2 separate regions of the Sus scrofa genome follow, and region 2 is linked to region 1. The links are chromatin contacts, called in public Hi-C maps. All regions are on one chromosome and are shown on one strand. The core of a region is the stretch at or near the end of the contact, and the rest is flanking DNA. Distances in the headings are between cores, read along the strand shown.

Evidence for each region. A called contact is a pair of places that touch in the nucleus more often than the background predicts.
Region 2: a Hi-C map of retroperitoneal adipose tissue shows a contact between it and region 1, with 1.8 times the contacts expected there. The contact joins two enhancer-like sites. A contact is called at or near these places in 6 of 47 Hi-C or Micro-C datasets (embryonic fibroblasts, fibroblasts, heart right ventricle and 3 more) and 1 of 2 datasets of contacts at active chromatin or transcription factors (skeletal muscle).

The regions. Positions count from the first base shown.
Region 1 is chrX:9,790,525-9,796,846 of Sscrofa11.1, forward strand. All of the region lies in intron 2 of LOC110257721 (a long non-coding RNA gene), which reads left to right. Among named protein-coding and RNA genes, the nearest start is that of TMSB4X, 140 kb to the left of the region's middle. Within about 2 kb of position 1,742, at least 9 of the 83 cell types and tissues checked have an H3K27ac peak or open chromatin away from gene starts, as enhancers often do. A contact at or near this core is called in retroperitoneal adipose tissue, where this site is marked.
Region 2 is chrX:10,030,130-10,036,738 of Sscrofa11.1, forward strand. No RefSeq gene overlaps it. Among named protein-coding and RNA genes, the nearest start is that of EGFL6, 180 kb to the right of the region's middle. Within about 2 kb of position 3,577, at least 12 of the 83 cell types and tissues checked have an H3K27ac peak or open chromatin away from gene starts, as enhancers often do. A contact at or near this core is called in retroperitoneal adipose tissue, where this site is marked.

The DNA.
Region 1 (6,322 bases), core at 492-2,991:
TCTGAAAGCCCCTTCTAATCTCCCTAAAGTCCTATGTCATGAAAAGCTTTAGCAAGGAAAGAAAACCCTGCTATCTCAAAAAAAGAGATCTTGAAGGGTTTGTCTTCTCACAGCAAGCTTTGGCCATGCATCCAAGTCAGAGGTGGCCTCCTCTTTGCCCCGCAGCGCACTAAATGGTAGGCCAGCAATCTGTAGGGGACTGTGTGCCCATGTTCTTTTGCCATCTGAGGTTCTGAGTGGCGCGACTGCCCACAGCTGGCCACAGTTCCTCAGCCTGCTTACAGTCAGAAGGTTCTTGGGAATGTTGCTGTGAACAAAACCGAAGCCCTTCAGCCACCTCCGGCAGAGGGAACCACAGACAGACTCATTGCCTTCCCCAGGCTCCTAACTTGAGTTGACCCACTTTGTTGCTCAATTTCTGAAGTCCCGTGCCCTTAACGAGGGTCCAATACGCAAAACTGACTGAGCGGGCAGACACAAAATTGCAGGGTTTTTGTTTTGTTTTGTTTTGTTTTCCGTTTCAGGGCTGCACCCACCACGTATGGAAGTTCCCAGGCTAGGGGTCAAATCAGAGCTGCAGCTGCTGGCCTACGAACACAGCCACAGCAACCAGATCTGAGCTGCCTCTGCAACCTATACCACAGCTCATGGCAACACCGGATCTTTAACTCACTGAGCTAGGCCAGGGATGGAACCCGCATCCTTGTGGATACTACTTGGATTCTTTATCACTGAGCCATGATGGAAACTCCAGAATTGCAGTTCTGGACCTAAGCTTTGGAGGCCCAAGAGTTTGATTCCAGTACTGTGTCTGCTATGTACACGTAACTGCACCTGCTGTATCTCAGTTTCCTCATCTGCACAGTGGGTAAGACTTAACTTACCTACTCTGCAGAATTGTTTAAGGATGAATAAAAATTGTATGTTAAAAGTGTTTGTTGTGGAGTCCCATGGTAGCTTAGTGGTTAAGGCTCTGATGTTGTGTCACTATGGCTCGGGTATGATCCCTGGCCTGGGAACTTGTGCATGCCATGGGCACAACCAAAAAGAAAAAAAAAAAAAAAAAGTTTATTATAGTCAATGTGGTTATTATTATCATGAAAAGCTACCCGATCCTGGATGCCAACTGAAACGGATGCTTCGTATCCACTAAGTCACATCCTGGGAAGAGCCACATAGCTGTTGGTCATTAGGAGTGTGTGTGACAAATACATGACGTGCATGGCAACATCCATTCATCTCTTTGTTCATGCTCACAGAACCTCAATAGTGTTTACAGAAGCAGCATGCCCAGCTCTGGTCTTCAGACCCTCTTGTGACCGAATTCAGGCAGAGAGACCCAAGAAGTCTTTTGGGGACAGGAGTGAACTCTGGAAAGCTGTTGCTTCTGTGATAACAAGAGACTGAGCTAGCCTGTGTGGCCTTTCCCTCTTCTCGCCCCATAGTCCTCCTGCCTTGCATACCTAAGTGGTGCTTAGAACCTGGAAAGTGAGAGAAAGGAGATGTGCAGGGACATGGCTCCAGCTCTGATAGGGTAGCGCTCTTTGATCTGACTCTCGATGCCTGCTGATCTCCAAACTTCCTGTTAAATGAGAAATTCCTCTAGGTTTCAGCCACTCAAATGTGGTTTTCAATGACCTGTGGCTAAACCCAGCATGAAGCAATGCCATGTACATGGAACAGCAAGTGATGAGTCCTAAGGTCAACTGCGGACTTTGGGTGATGAACATGTGTCAGTGTGGGTTCATCAGTGGTGACAAATGCATCACTGTGCTGAGTGCCATTGGTCACAGCGGAGGCCGTGTGCCTGTGGGGGCAGGGAGATTGGGGAAAATCGCTACTTCCTCTCAGTTTGGTTTCGAACCTAAAACTGCTTAAAAAAGAAAATTAGTCTTCTTTTTAGAAGAGAAAAGAACTGTGTCTGAAAAAGTTTGAAGTTTGATAACTCACTGAATGCCACCTTCTCTATGAAAGCCCAGAGGCTCTAAATTCTGGGGCCTGGCTTTCCTAACTGGAACAACAGTTGCCTCTGTAATCCTCTCTCTGGCCCTCCCTCCAAAAAGGAGTTTTTTTATAAACATGGTCTTCAATGGCCAACTTTTCAAAATCAAGCTTTTAATTAGGGCTCCAAAGTAAAGTTGGTTCTTGACATGGAGTGGCTGTTCTCAATTCACTGAGCCCTGTTATTCCCATAAATTATAGAAACAGCATGGAATTTAAAACAGCCATGCGAACTTAACTGATTCATTAAATCAAAAATTTAATGGGTACCTATTAAGTTCCAGGCTTTGAGAAGATAAAACACTTGGCAATCACAGTCTAGGGAAGAAGATAGACTCGGAAATAATTAATTTCTTTTTCTTTTCTAGGGCCACTCCCCTGGCATATGCAGGTTCCCAGGCTAGGAGTCTAATCAGAGCTGTAGCTGCTGGCCTACGCCAGAGCCACAGCAACGTGGGATCCGAGCCGCGTCTGCGACCTACACCACAGCTCACAGCCACGCTGGATCCTTAACCCACTGAGGGAGGCCAGGGATCAAACCTGCAACCTCATGGTTACCTTTTGGATTCGTTTCTGCTGTGCCACAACGGGAACTCCCGGAAATAATTGATTTCCAAAAGGCCAGGTGGAAAAATAGCTTTGTGGTTACTCCGAATGAGAAGATGAGAGATCTGACTTATTTATGTATTTCTAAACATTTCACTTTTCCTCTAGGGAACATATATGGACGTAGGGAGCCCAGACAATTCCTCAGACGTTAAACAAAATCCTTTGTTGGATAATAAACCCTGCATGTTGATTTGAAAAATATGGTTACTGGGTTTGACATAGCCTTTGGGGTGGAGACAGACAGAGGTCACGGAGTTAATGTTAGACATTGGCTTCTCTCAGACCCTACCCAGCTCACAGATCTTAGAGATGACCTAAGCTATCTCCCCACTTCTCAGGTGAGGAAATTGAGTCCCAAACAGGTGTATGGCCAAGGAGAACTTGATCCCAAGGTGCTGAGTTAAAACTTGTGGTCCAGAAACCCTCACACTCCTCACATGGGGGTGTAGTATTTCAGGGTTAAAGGTCTTACTGGGAGGAGACCAACGAATGGGAGAGAAAATGGCTTGGTTGTCAGCAAGTATTTACAAGCACATGCTCAGTGCCAAGGATTCTACCAGAATTTTGTTGTAATATATGCTATTTTTTGAGCACTTTGACATTCAGAGCAAAACTGAGGGGAAGGTACAGGGATTTCCTATATACCTACTGCCCCCACCTCCCACCCCATAGAGCCTCCTCCACTGTCAACACCCCCAGAGTGGTTTGTTACAACTGATGAACCTACATTGACCCATCATCACCCAGAGTTCGTATGTTCCATTAGGATTCTCTCCTGGTGTTGCCCATTCTGTGGATCTGGACAAATGCACAGTGACATGTATCCACCATTGTGGCATCATACAGAGTAGTCTCACTGCCCTAAAAATCCTCTGTGCTTCATTATTTCCTACTTACCATCCCCGCCACCTCCACAAACCCTGGTCACCACTGACCTTTGCACCGTCTCCACACCTTGGCCTTTTGCAAAGTATCATGTAGTTGGCATCTTCAAGTTTGTAGCCTTCTTAGAGTGGCTTCGTTCACCTAGTAATAGGCCTTTAAGGTTCCTCCATGACTTGGCATGGCTTAATGGCTCATTTCTTTTTAGTCCTGAATAATAATCCATTGTCTAGATGTATCACAATTTTATTCACTCACTTACTGAAGGTCAAATGGTTGCTTCCAAATTTTGGTCATTATGAAGGAAGCAGCTATAACCATCTGTGCACAGGGTTTTGTGTAGACATAAGTATTCAACTCTTTTGGGTAAATACCAAGGAGCACAGTTGCTGGGTCGTATGGTAAAAGTATGCTTAGTTTTGTGAGAAACTGCTAGATTGCACCATTTTGCTTTCCCACTAGCAATGGATGAGGGTTCCTGTTGCTCCATGTCCTCGCCAGCATTTGGTGGTATCATTCTTCCAAATTTTGGCCATCCTCATAGGAGTGTAGTGGATTCTCAGGGGTTTAATTTGCATTTCCTGGATAACATACATGGTGGACCGTCTTTTCATATGCTTGTTTGCCATCTGTAAATCTTCTCTGGTTTGACTAGAGTATTTAACATTCAATTCCTCGAATATCTCAACATCTGAATATACTTTGCGTGACATTTTGCACTTGAAAATGGGCTGTGTTTACCTCCTAGTTTAGCACTTTGCTGAGTTTAAAAAAGAAAAAAACCGAGCTTCATAGATACAGGGCAGAGGATCACATGCCTTCTGTCAGGGACGTTCTTTCAGTTCAGGTGACTAAATGAACACTTACTAAGTGGATGCCTGGAGGCCTGGCCCAAAGCAGGCTGTATTGTTTAAACACACCTTTTAATATAATACTTTTTTTTTTTTACACTAAATTGTAAATACCACTGACCACCCAGGCAGATGAATCATTAACCAACTGTGGCTTATCTCTTCCAGGATCAATAAAATGAGGTCTATCCATAAAATGGACAATTATCAGCCATAAAAAGGAATGAAATACTGATACATGCTATGATGTGGATGAACTTGGAAAACATTATACTAAGTGAAGGAAGCCAGTCATGAAAGAATACATATTATGTGATTCCACTTACATGAAATGCCCAGAATGAGCAAGGACATTGAACTGGAAAACCGATTAGTCATTGTCAGGGGCTGGGGACGGGGAGGTGGGAAGTGACTACTAATAAACATGGAGTGTATTTTGGGGGGGATGACATTGTCCGGGAATTAGAAAGTGGTGACGGTTGTCTAACTTGGTAAACATACTAAAAACCACTAAGTGATAGACTTTAAAAGAGTAAATTTTGTGAGGTGAGTTATAGCTCAAAAATTTTTTAAAGAATTCTTTGGTTATCTTTTTAATTGTTTTCTAGAGGACTTTCAGAGTAGATTCTGTCTTTCATAAAAGTACATGGTGAAGGTTCCTTTTACGCTGCAATTTTCACTTAGGTATTAACAGTCCCTTAAATGGAAATGCTATAGAATTTATATTACCTTGGTTTCTACTGACCATGAGTTTTGTTTCCTTCCTTCTGTGGTCATGTTTGGTGAGCATTTTTACAACTTTCTTCTGGAAGTTCAAGAGATGCCAGGTCATACAAAGCCTAAGATACCTAGAGGAAAATGGTGTCCTTCTAAAATAGAGTGATTTTTCTTTCTTGCTTTCTCCTTCTCTCTTTTCTTTGTTTTCTTTCTTTTTGCTGTTGGAATTTTACAGGGTTTGCTTTTCAAAAGGTTTGAGCCAGCTTCCTCCCTCTCCTCCCCCTCTTTTTCTTTTGAGGCCCAGAGATTGGAGTGAGGGCAGGAAAACACAGCCACTGCCTGCAGCACCTCCAGGTACAGTGCAGGTTGGGTAAACATACTCAGTTATCATGAGATAAAGCCAGAGATTTGGCCAAGAGGGAGGCTGAGAAGGCAGCAGCTGCCAGAAAGGCCAGGCTCTGTGGTCATAAACCATTTCCTGGGGGCCTCTCACACAGGGCACAGGGCTGGTCAGTTTCTTTCACAACCACAGCTCCAAGGCTCTGTACGAGCAGAATACCCCTGGGGTAAAGCCTGACCCTGGAAGGCTGTGGGTTTTAGACAATGTGGCCCCAGGATCTCAATACCTTGTTTGCGTTGGGTCACAGCAGGAAGTTTGCCTCCTGTGCCTTCATTGATGGAACAAGGAGCATTTACTTCCAGGTTCTTGAGCACGTTTCTGGGGGGTGGGTGGGTGGTACTTTTCTCTCTCCTTGGGCTGTGCCTGGAGATTTCTATAAGGATCCAGACTCCCTTTGCCACGGGGCTTTGGACATTTTAGTTTTCCCATGCCTTCTATCAAGCAGCAAGAAACCTTCATCCAGGTTGAGACAGGGCCACGTCTACAGGTCCAAGATGTGCCATGCTGCAGCGGGGGCTTGACTTGCTTCAGGGATGTGAAAAATTGGGATTATTTTAAGATGTGCTTTCATTGAAGTATATCTGCACAGGGGAAAAAATGAGGGGGGCTAGTTGAATGTCCGTTTCCTTTGATAAACTTGAACTTGCATGAACTCAAGACCTTGAGGCTTCATCATCATTTTACCTTCTTTCCCCAGTGCAGTGTCCGGAGCACTGTAAGAATTCTGAAGATATTTGTTAAATGAAGGTATACATGAGTGCTGTATTATTTCTCTTAATAATCCAGATATTTCCCAAAGTGTCATTATCTGTTTCTAGTCAAGGAAGTTGTGGCTGTTGTGGGTTAGCTAATTTGCTCAATA
Region 2 (6,609 bases), core at 2,327-4,826, 240 kb after region 1:
GCAGGAACGGATTTATGATCCTTTTATTCCAACAGGAACTACCAGTCCTCTCTTCACTTCAAATAGCCTATTCATCTCAGCTTAAAAATGGCTAAAATATACCCGTAGAATATGCTGCCTCTGCAGCCAAGCCACAGACAGCAGGAGTCAGCTTCTCCCTGCAGGCACCCAGATCACGGGCTTTGAAAAACTCTGAAACAAAGCCTATAAAAAGCCTCGGAAATATATTTTTTTAAACCAGCAATCATTTGGTTCCAGTTCTTTTTACTACGCTGGATGTTTTGTCCAAAAGTAAATTCATTCCATTTTCTATAAAATGGTCCAAAATGCAAATTAGAATAGGGAATCGATGCTTACATAAGGATCCGTGACTTCTACTCATATCCATAGATTAATGCTTTGTGTTCCCGGGGGGAAGTGGCAGAGATATCTTAGTATCGTAAAGAATCACTTTATCAGAAACCACCTCATTGGTGGCATGATCATACAATTTATTTCACTCCCAACACCAACCTGTAAAGCATCCTTTTTTTCTACCCTTTAGCCCACGCTTGAAGTAAATGTGTATACATGTAAAAACCACGTGTCCACATCCTGGTTCAGCATTCATAAAGGAAGTCTATACAAAACTGAGACCTTTGCACAGAACTTTGAGTTGCACTATCACACAAGGCATGTTAATACCCCGACCTGACAGGATCTACAGATACAGTGGTTACAAGGGTCAGGGAAGAAGACATTTTCTCCCCTTCTAGGTTCTTCTCACTGGTCTAAGAATTGACTTGACATGAGACAGATGAACAGGAGAAAGTCAAACAGAAGTTTAATAACAAGTACACATGGGATACACCCAGGAAAATTGAGTCCCTCACCAAAATGGCCAAAGCACCCGCCCTTAAATACCATCTTCAGCTGAAGACAAAAGAGGATGTTGGGGGTAGAAGATGGAGACTTCAAAGGGGAGGAAGGCAATTCACATGGAGATGGAAAAGCATCTCCTTATGTTTGGTAAACAAATGTTTGCTGGGTCCTGTGGACACTAATGGGACACCTAGTGGTCTCTGATCTCTAGGCCACCCAGCTCCCCCCTCTACACCTGGCCCCTTGTTCTTTGAAGATGCTTCTGGTGACTGCTCTAGGCTGGAAGCAAGCCTGCTCTCTAAACTGTTTAGGTGGGTGGGGGTGGGGATAAAAAGAAAACTGCCTGAGTCTTCTGTTTCTTAAAAATAATGAGCCTAAATTAATCCTCGTGCTAACGAGACACATAGTAGAATGGCAAGTTTTTCTCCCTTGCCCAAGATCCTGTGTCCCATATGTCCTGGGTTCATTGTGGGGAGTTGATGGATTGGCTTACTAGCTTTCTTTCCTGAAACTCTAGGTAAATCCCGCCTCCCATGAACTCTTAAAAGGCATGTCTTCTGAAGGCTGGAATTTCCCATCAAGGCAGGGAAATGCCATTGGCAATAAGCCACGGACTGACTTTGGTGTAGTCTACTGGGCATGATTTTAATGAGTAACCACTCGTACACACATGTAGGCCACACCATGCAGAGTAGATTTGAATACATTAGATAATCGAGTATGAAAATAGAAGCACAGGTGAGGCCAAGTTCAAATACCCAGCCTCCTGTCAGTTAAAGTCATCGCATCTGGGATAAGTAATAGAAGAATTCAGTTGGAAATATGTGCATTCGAATTTCAACTTAGCAAGATTTTGTCAGAAGGGTTCTCCTGCAAACTGAGTTCCAGCTTATTGTTATTTATTTGGATTCTTAAGGTGTATGTGTAGTTTCAAATCTCATAGTGTTGTTTCTGCCACCGATGTTTCTATTATTGGATGTGGGGGCTCTGATCTCCACTCAGGCTTTTACCCACCTGAGTAGCCTCCATATTACCCCTTGCCCATACAGATTTAAAGGAAGTCTGGTTCATAGCAGCACTACTTTCAATAGCCAAGACATGGAAACAACCTAAATGTCCATCAACAGATGAATGGGTTAAGAAGATGTGGTACATATATATACAATGGAATACCACTCAGCCATAAAAAAGAATGAATTAATGCCATTTGTGGCAACATGGATGCAACTAGAGATTCTCATACTAAGTGAAGTCAAGGAAAGACAAACACTAGAATATCACTTATATGTGGAATCTAAAATATGGCACAGAGGAACCTATCCACGAAATAGAGTCAGACTCATAGACACGGAGAACAGACCTGTGGTTGCCAAGGGGAAAGGGGAGGAAGTGGGATGGACGGGGACTTTGGGGTGAGCAGATGCTAACTCTTATATTTAGAATAGATGAGCAACCAGGTCCTACTGTACAGCACAGGCAACTATATCCAGTCTCTTGGGATACAACATGATAGAATATAATATGAGAAAAATAATATATGTATGAATATATATGTGTGTGTGTCTGTGAGTGGGTCACTTTGCTGTACGGCAGAAATTGACACAACATTGTAAATCAGCTATACTTCAAAAAAAAAAAAGGGATTCTGGGAAAAACAAACAGCAAAGGAGTCTTTTAACTTGTAGAGTGTATTCTTTAGAAATGGGTGCCAAAGTCATGCTAAAGGTCCTCACTTGCCAGGATCCTGCAAACCCAAAGCAAATCTTGTGCACTTCTGCTGTTGGTAGGGGCAGGAGGGCAGGGGAATGGCTCAGACAAAGCATGGCTCCTTTGGCTTCATGTGTTTGAAACATTCTTCAGGTCCAACTACAAATGAGTCAGCACAGTTTTATGGAACAGCCAAGGAGAGGATGCTTTCTTGAGGAGACTATTTATTCGGTTGCTACATAATACTGTAGATAAATTAGGAGTCAGTATGAGTGAAATTATTTGGAAAAAGTGATAGCAGCTTGAACGCTTCACCCACCCGTGACCTAATGAGAAACAGTAGAGTTCCATGTAACTCATTATTTTGAGGGAGAGTAAGAAAGTGACATCAGTTGAAATGTTATTATAAAATCTCTGACTATGTTGGCCCCAATAGCAGCCTTATAAGGTCAAGATTTAGCAAAAGCAAATTGGTTCAAAATTTCCAAAACCCTTGACATTTAAAGGAGCAAAACAAGTCCAGTGTGGCTCCCAGTATGTTAGCAGGTGCATCACGAGCAAAATTTAGCCAAAGTATAAATGAATATGGCATAGAAACATCCTTCCTCATCTTCTAAATGTCTCCCCATCTGGCAAAATGACCAGGGTGGAGGGGGGGTGTTTTCAATATGCTCAAGATTCAGACTGAGTTTATAGTGATTATTTGTGCGTGTCTGGTCTCTGAAATCTACCTCCTGACCTGTCATGCCCTTGAGTGGTTGGCTTCTTAGGGTGTTTCTTCTCTCTCCTTGGCCATCCATTCCTCCAACTCTACTGGACCATTGCCATTAGCACACACACATACACACACTTTGATGTAATTCTCACCAGTTTCAAACAATTATCAACTCATGGCCAGCTTGATTTCAGCCATGACCTTTCCTCAGAACTATTTTTAAGCATTTTCCCATCATCGTTGTAATCCATAAATCATTAAGTATTTCCCCAAAAAAAATCATTTAAAAAGATAAAACCCTAATACCATCATCTCACCTAAAAATGTTAGCATCTTTAACGGTCTATTTCTTAGAACTAGAAACTCTACTAGGAGCCAACCAACCAGAGACTAAGATCACCTGGTTCTTTTCCTGACCATTTGCTTGGAGAGCATCACATGTCCACCCAAGAGAGCCTGGCTCTGTTTACTCCACCCCTAGCAGCAGCATGGCATTTGGGAATGAGAGATGACAATGGAAATGTCATCCCTCTAGATCGCTACAGTCTGGAAACACTGGTTTCAAAAGGTGGGTTTCGAGGTGATTTTCGTTTTTGAGAGGATATATGCTGATCACTTTTTAAATGAGAGTGCTTACAACAAAAAACATTCCCTTGAACATGGGCTTTGCAGATTCAAGAAAATGGAACTTTGTGGGTGAGACTGGCTACATGGAAGTTTCCTGGCTTAGAGCAAAAAGAAAGCAAGTCAACCTGTGAAAACCTTCACAGGATTACAAGTTCCTCCCAAGCCCAGCTGGTATCACTATTATCTTTTGTAAACCAGAGAACTCAGTATTAAAAGATGTTGCATTTCCTTTCTCCGTATTGCTGACTGGAAATAAACAGACTGCCGAATATTTCTCCAGGAAATAGGGGTTTACTTGGGATCAGCAGAGAATTGCCATTCCCTGTCTGCAGCCTTGGTCATGGCAAAGGGAAAATGCTTTTATAGAGGGGCAAGCACTTTTCAGGGTCTGAGTCCTTGCTAGGAAAGAAGAGGGAGCTTTTTCTTTTTATTTATTTATTTATTTATTTTCCCACTGTACAGCAAGGGGGTCGGGTTATCCTTACATGTATACATTGCAATTACATTTTTCCCCCACCCTTTCTTCTGTTGCAACATGAGTATCTAGACATAGTTCTCAATGGCTTTTTCTTTCCCTTGTTCTCTGCTATCCTGGAAGGGCCCGAGAGCTCCCCCTTCTGGACTCCTCACTCTATTTAATTCAGGTTTTTGTATAAATATATTTTTTACATCAATTCTGTTTGCTTCTTGAAGAGTGTGATGAAGCCATACCAGGGAGCAACAAGCTAAAAAAAAAAAAAAATCATTTGTCTTGGAAAAAAGAAAGGGTGGTAAAGGAAGGCCTCAGGCCCCGAACTACCACAATTAAATAGAAATCAGGAGTTCCCACTGTGGTTCAGCAGGTTAAGGACCCCACCTAGTCTCCATGAGGATGCGTGTTGATCCCTGGCCTCGCTCAGTTCGTTAAGGATCCAGCATTGCTGCAAGCTGTGGCGTAGGTCACAGATGCGGCTCGGATCTGGCGTGGGTGTGGCTGTGATGTAGGCCAGCAGCTGTAGATCCAATTCAACCCCTAGCCCGGGAACTTCCATATGCAGGTGCAGCCATAAAAATCAAAATAAAATAAATCATCTGATGGAATAGACAATCCCGTTACATTATGCCAGCCCTTAATTCTTGTTGGTGCTCAGAACTGAGCCAAGGTAAAGGTACAGCTTTGGACTCCTGGAGTGAGACTTGACTGGGCTCAAAACATTCTGTAGGAAAGATGGCTTGACCTTTGGAATTCTGTACTCTTAGGCGTTTCTTTTTGAGGAGCAGGGCTTCATCACGTGTACTCCTCAGGGTGGCAGTGGTATAATTAATGTATAATCCAGTAGAGCTGAACTTTTCAGCCTGGGCACTACTGCTCTTTGGACCAGGCAGTCCTTTGCTGTTGGTGGAAAGGAGGCTGGCTGTGCCCTGTAGGATGCTGAGCAGCATCCCTGGCCTCCACCCACGAGATGCTGGTACCATGCCCTGGGGCACCGAATCACCCCTGGTTGAAAACCATCACAGTAGAAGTAATATTTTATCAATGCTCTGAAGCCTAAACATTGCTGAAGTATACAAAATAAACTACTTTACATGTTGTCCTAAAGGGAACTATTTCTTGAGTTCCCTGGTGGCTAGTGGGTTAATGATCTGACGTTGTCACTGCTGTGGCTTGGGTTCCATCCCTGGTCTGGGAACTTTCTCATGCCATGAGCATGGCCAAACAAAATAATAATTATATTTATATATATATGTATATAGAACCACTTCCATCATTGGGAAAAAAAAAACAGTGCTAATTATTAGGCATGAAATAAATGAAAATTACTCTGCTCTAAAATATTCCCTCAAGGAAGTGAAGCATTTTTGTGATTCTGCCCTTTGACCCATGAAGAGGACTATGATAGCGGGTGTGGTAAAAGGTATTATTCAAAAGCCATCCCGTGGTTTGCTGGTGAGAACAGTCCCCAGCTTGGGGCTGTAGCTGCCAGGCAGAGTCTGTGAGCTACCGGTCTTTCTCAACCACCCCTGAAAATCCCCATTTTGTTTGAACTTGAATGTTGTAGTTACAGACAGGATTCTCAGAACCAAAAATGAAGCTCCTTGACCTGAGTAGAAGGGTATAGAATCGATCCTCGTGGCAGCTAAATTTTCATTTTTTTATGGTTTCAGAGTACTCTTAAGAATGGTGGAGAAGGATTTTGGAAGTGATCCTCCACATGTCAGAGGCCCTGTCATGTTTTTACCCACAGCCATTGTAGAGAATCCAACCCAAGTTCAAGAGCGTTGTAGAAATACCCTTTCTGAGTCTAGGTTGTTGTGTGTGAAAGTTAAAAAGAATGAAGTTCTGTACACGTGTGCATCCTGGCCATTATATACATGCACATACATATGCATATGTAGCATAAATTAATCTCTAGAAATGCCTAAGGCGATGAAAGGGATGGGGGTGGTTTGAAAATGTTCAACTCAAATTGGGGCTGAGACACTGATCAGAGAAAAATGAGCTGTAATCCCGAGAAAGAGCCATCTGGAGTGGCTGGGGGCTCAAGCAGAGAAAAATGGGGAGGTCCCAGGAACAGATGGGGAGGCTGGAACCCCCACACAGAGCAGGGGGTCCAACAGCTGGAGCTGATGAATCCAGACGGCCAACAATTACATTATGTGTCAGGTTACACCCAAGTGAGCAGCTCAGCAATTTAAGCAAGTTTAGAGGCCAACATGGG